Linked DNA regions of Sus scrofa: region 1 is linked to region 2. Evidence: chromatin contacts called from public HiChIP or PLAC-seq data. All regions are on one chromosome and are shown on one strand. Each heading gives the region's core, a stretch centred on a gene start, on an enhancer-like site or on the middle of the called end of the contact. The rest is flanking DNA. Distances are from core to core; before and after follow the strand shown. Region 1 holds the start of CDV3 (protein CDV3 homolog). Region 2 overlaps BFSP2 (phakinin).

Region 1 (2,700 bases), core at 182-2,681, 76 kb before region 2:
ACTCATCTTCCTCCTGTAAAAGAGGCATCATTTCATCAATCAAAGCTATTTGTAATGAGACAACTATCAGACTATGAAAAAGGGATTAAGTGGCTGGAGCCTAGGGTAAAGTGTGTACTCATTTTCTGGCCAAAGCCTTTGCTCAATCCAGGCTGGAGGACAAACGTGACTAAACTTTGTTACTTCCGCTGGGTCACTTTAAAAGGCACCAAAAAACCCCGAATGAAGTCAATAGTATTCCCACAACTAAACGCCTAGCTCAATCTTGCCATGAGACTTGCTTTCACGGGCTTCAGACCAAGTCGTGTCAATTCAAGCCGCCCCAAACGTGATGCTTAGAAAATTCGGCTCAGACTCCTGGGCTGAAGTCAGAGGCTAAATTACTGAGAGTCTACGTCACTCGATAGATGCACTTCCGACCCGGGTCGATTCCCCGGGAGGGTGCCACCGCCTGACTGCGTCCTGGCCTGAGCCAGGCGACCCAGGTCAGGAGCAGGGTGGCGGGGGTCCCGCGGGGAGCGCGAGACCGCCGGCAGTGGGAAGCCCGCGTCACGCGGCAGCTTCCTGAGCCCGACGGCCAGCCGGCCTGCCGGCCTGCCGGCCCCGGTGGCCCCTCCCCGACGCTCCCCCAGGCAGGCCGGCAGGCGGGGGCGGGCACATGGGCGCAAGCGCGCGGCCCGGGCCCCGACTCCCGGCCTCCCTGGCCCCTCACCTTTGTCAAAGCCTTGGTTGCGGGCCCGGGGCCCGCGGCCGCGGTGGTCCCGCCGTCGCCCGGCCGGGCCCCCGCGCCTGCCCCACCGCCCGCCGCGCTCGCGGCTCCGCTGCTCCCGCGGCGGCTCCCGCCGCGCCGCTGCTCCCGCGGCGACGCCCGCGGCGCTTGCCGCCCGGTTGCTCCGCTCTTTCTTTTCTTCTTGTCCCTCTTGGCGAAGAAGTTGTCCAAGCTCCGTTCTTCTGTCTCAGCCATGGCCGCTGCCTCCTCGGCCCGGATGGGTGGGGCCGGTGGCGGGCGCGGCCCGCGGGGCTCCGATCTCGGGGTCGAGGCCGGCTCGGCGCTCACGCTCCCGGGCGCGGCGACGCCTCAGCCCCGTGGGGTCGCCAAGGCGTGTGAGGTGGGGCAGATGGCTTCCCCTGTGTGCTGGCGAACGATGGTACGGCCCGCCTAAAGGCTCGCGTGCCGCTGAGGCCGCCCGAGCCCGTCCGGCTGCGGCTGCTACCAACACCGAGGCGTAGGATCCCGCCCGCTCCGCAGACGGAGAGGGAAAGGAACGCGCGGGCCGGAGGCTCTGGCGAGAGTGCTTGGCTAGCGGCGGCGCGTGCAGGAGGACGACGCGCGCACGCAGGCCCGGAGAGGAGGGGAAAGGGGGTGGGGAGGGGTGGGAAGGGGAGGAGGGAGGGCGGGCCACCAGAAGAGAGAGGCAGCGCCCGCGCCTGCGTACTTAGCTCCGCCCGCTACTGTGAGAGCGTAGAGGGGAGGGCGGTGGGAGGAGACGGAGGTGGGGCTGGCAAGGTAGCCAATCAGATGCCAGGATGAAGCGCTTAGGAGACAATCCCTGTTTCAGATGGGGCGGGGCCGTGGCTTGGGGGCGGGGAGAGGGTTTATGCTAAATAAGTGTCGTCATGATGACCCTTGTCTCTCGATTGGCCAAGGGTTTAGCCTTGAGGGCGGGCTTTTGGAGGGCTCATTGGTGACTTGGCTAAACAGGTCGGGTTGAAGGGGCGGGTAGGTCCGTCAGGGCGCATGCGTAGAGTACACGTGTGTCTGCTCGTCCAGTGCTAACTATGGCCTTGTAGTCTTTTGAACGTTATCGAAACGGAAAAGCACTGTGTTAAGCTAGCTATGTTAAAAACGGTACCATCCGTTCTGCTGCTCTCTGTACTTTCACCCTTTCTGGTCTGGCAACTACTCATCTTCATCATACACGATGATTATTACGAAAGTGAGGAGCCCGAGCTTGAAGTTTAGTTCTCATTTCCTAAATGATCTTGGTAAGCCGGTAGGTAGATAAAAGAGAATTGATTTTATCTGAACTCCACCCTCTCCTGGATATGGCTACTAAGATCAAGCTAAATAAATCTGAGCTTTGAGTTCTAGATCTGTAAAACAGAGAAGTTAGCTCCTGCAAGATATGTGGGGAAAGAGTAACTGTTAGCTGCCCAGTGTAGTGCTTAAAACACAATGGATGTAATAAATGATTTTTTTTAATACATTTAAATAGTACCTCCTGCCCTGGCTTGAGTCTAGATGATGACTGTAATCTATCATTAGCTTTTATCCCTGATAAGAGGAGGGAAATGGAACATAGAGATGGGGACCAAATGTGCTCATGCTATACCTAGCTGTACCATTTAAATACTTTCTGGGCCTTGAGAATGAAATGAATCCTCGCATATGAAAAAAGGGTCTAATGTAAGGTTATTAAACGTTCCACTTCCTCCTTCTAAAGACAGAGTAGAGAACTGTCACAACCACTGAGGAAATGACTCAGACGTATGTTAGTAGCCTTGTGGGGTAGATAGAGCACAGCCAGTAAATGGAACTACTTCTTGATCTTTTCCTTTATAGCTTTTCTGTTAAAATTTGTCACTCCCCCCCCCCCCAACACTACTATTAAAGCACTAAGTCCAGAATATGTCAAAGAAGCAAATCAAAGACCTGGCCTTGGCCAACAGCAAGCTTACATATTATTCCCCAGATATAAA
Region 2 (2,700 bases), core at 24-2,523:
CCTGTCAGAGGATGACCGGGAGAGAAGTGGAGCCACGAGATGTGTGTCGTGTTGTGGCAAAGACTGAGCATCTCCTCTGAGCTGGCTGGGTGTGCTGTGGCCTTGTTGGCCGAGGACAAGGGACTAAGTGAACTGAAGACAGTTGAAGGAAGGGAACTGGGGTGATGGGGTGATTTTTGGCAGCAGGAAAAGTAGTTTCTGCGGGGAACCAACTAGAATGAGCTAACTTGGTGACAGGCTGTGGCTCCAGTGGGGGCTGGGGGGCAGGGCTGATGGTTTGGTGATAGAGCTGATGTAGATGGCAATACTGAGATGAGGGTGCATGGGGTGTGTGGAAGAAAGGGTACTCGAACAGCCAACAGCTTAAGGCTGATGGGGAAGAGGGGCTTCTTGGACCTCGGTGAAGTCCAGACTATCTCAGCTGCGCAGGGATTGCATGAACCATTCCTCGTGCACTTGGGTGTGTTCAGTACACATGGGGATTGAATCAGTACACAGGGCCCCCAGGAGGGGGCATCCAGGAGGAGCTGTGCTTGACCCCCTGGGATGCAACTTCAGTCCATCCCAGAGATCCGAGGGTAGATTGCTGTATTATTAATAATTATTTTAACCAACAATACTAATTCATAATGCAAGAAATCTGTTCACACACCACAATGAGTCTGAAGAGCTAACTCGCTTACTAGTTTTGCTTGGATTCCCCAGAAGCAGAGCCTGACACAGGGATCCTGGCACATGTCAGTAATGAAGTGTTTCCTTTCAGAAAAATGGGGAGCTAGGGAGAGCAATGCAAAGTGTTAAGCCAGGAGGTGGTTTCGGCTGGAATCCGGCTACAGCCTGACCCAGTGGAGAGCTCCTGAGCAGGAGGATTTCTCCACAGAGGAATCCACTTTGGAGCAAGTGGGCTGGGCTCTTAAACCCTGTCAGTCAGCCACTGGCTGATGGCTGAGTCTGGGGGCGGGCCTATGGGCCTAGGCCAGGTGTCTTCTGCTGAGGGCAGTTCCCTGGGCCTCTATGGCGGTCAGGGGCCAGGTTTCAGGGCAGCACCCTGGTGGAGGGTATTTCGATGGGACACTAACTGTGTTTACTACACTTGCCATTTGGTATCGGACGATCCTTTGCAGGCCTCAAACTCCTATGTTCCCGTATGAGTACAATTAGACAGTCGAGAGTTAAATTTGGCTCAGGAAAGGCCAGGGCTCTTCCTGGCCCACTTACCAGGGCCCGGAGGGATTCCGTCTCAGCCTGTAGGCTCTGGACTTGGCAGGAAGTGTTGTGCAACTCCACCCTGAGAGCAGCGGCCAGCTTCTCTTCCTGGGTCTGGGCCCTGCGGGCCACCTCCGCCTGTTGCTGTGGAAAGTCAGCGGTGAGCAGGAGGGAGCCAGGGCCCCGACCCGGCCTTCCCTCGCACCCTCTCCAGTTACCACTCTGCTGCCTCTAACACAGAGGAAAGAGCCGTTTGTCTTAAAAATCACTTTTTCTATAGGTGCCCACACCTATAGAAATGCTTTGGGATACCACACCTATGGAGTGCCTTGTATTCCAATATTTACTTAGTTTTGAACATATAATGAAACCAAATAGAATAAAATTCCAAAGAGTTTCTAAAGGATATATAGGAGAAAGTCTCCTTTTCTTCCTGTGCCCTAATTATTCTGTTCTCCTGTTTCTAGTTTCTTATACCTCCTTCCAGAAATATTTCATACATTTAAAAATAAATCTGTATGCTCATCCTCCCTTGCTTTGGTACTTAACATATCTTAGCAATTATTCTGTATCAGTATACAGAGATGAATTACATTCTTTGCAAGGGCTGCATAGCGTTGCCTTGCCTGGAAGTACTGTAATTACTTGGCAGGTCCCCACTGATGGACATTTAGCTTGTTTCCAGTCTTGGCCTGTTATGAGCCATAGTGCAATCCTCACTTTCCATACATGGCAGGATCTCTGAGGGGTAAATTCCTGTAGTGGAACTGTTGAGTCAAATCGCAGGCATCTATGATTGTGATAAAAATCGGGCTGAATTGCCCTTAAGAGAATTTGTAACCCCCTCTAGCACTCCAATTGCCCCACACCTTTTTCAAACAAGGAATGAACCAACTTGATCTGATAGTCCCCGGTTTCCCTGTAAAAACCTGTCTGGCCACAATTGTGAATACAGGGGGAAGGTCTGTGTTTTGAAACTTCTCCCCAGAGCAAGATGGGCATTTTCTGATTCTTCCCATACATTCCGGGAGCAGGTCACTTTTCCTCCTCTTTGCTGGGAAAAGGGAAAACACAAGAGCTCACCCTCATTAACCCTCAGCACCATCTGATGAAATGTCTCCAAGCCAGTAATATAGGAGAAAATCAACTGCCTTTTCTCCCAGGTCACTGGCTTTCTGAATTTGCCATCTTTACCACGTATGAATACGTATTTACAGAATTATGCAAAAGCAGTCCAACCTCATTGACTGGCTAAGAAGTTCCACGTCAAAAGGCTTATATCTCAATACTAGTTCTGCCAGTTCTTGCTGTTTGAGGGCTATAAAGAACCCAACAAAGATGTACATCAAAGGCCTGGGAGCAGCTGAAGAACAGTAACCATGTGCCCGACTCTGACGGGGTACCTGCAGCTCTGTGTCCCTGGGCCATCATTCAGCCTCTCTGAGTCCCAGTCCATGCCCACAGGTGACAATGAGCGGGGAATCATATGGGAAC

Evidence for each region. HiChIP or PLAC-seq counts read pairs in DNA pulled down with a chosen protein or histone mark.
Region 1: an H3K27ac HiChIP or PLAC-seq map of alveolar macrophages shows a contact between it and region 2. The contact joins the promoter of CDV3 here to the enhancer-like site in region 2. A contact is called at or near these places in 2 of 47 Hi-C or Micro-C datasets (brain and fetal heart ventricle) and 1 of 2 datasets of contacts at active chromatin or transcription factors (alveolar macrophages).

What each region holds. Positions count from the first base shown.
Region 1 is chr13:74,704,082-74,706,781 of Sscrofa11.1, reverse strand. It overlaps CDV3 (protein CDV3 homolog), which reads right to left and starts at 1,431. Exons shown (of 8, transcript XM_021069464.1): 1 at 910-1,431; 2 at 861-907; 3 at 713-859; 4 at 1-13. The coding sequence starts at 964.
Region 2 is chr13:74,628,359-74,631,058 of Sscrofa11.1, reverse strand. It overlaps BFSP2 (phakinin), which reads right to left. Exons shown (of 7, transcript XM_005669841.3): 5 at 1,219-1,350. Among named protein-coding and RNA genes, the nearest start is that of BFSP2, 72 kb to the right of the region's middle. Within about 2 kb of position 1,273, at least 20 of the 83 cell types and tissues checked have an H3K27ac peak or open chromatin away from gene starts, as enhancers often do. A contact at or near this core is called in alveolar macrophages and brain, where this site is marked.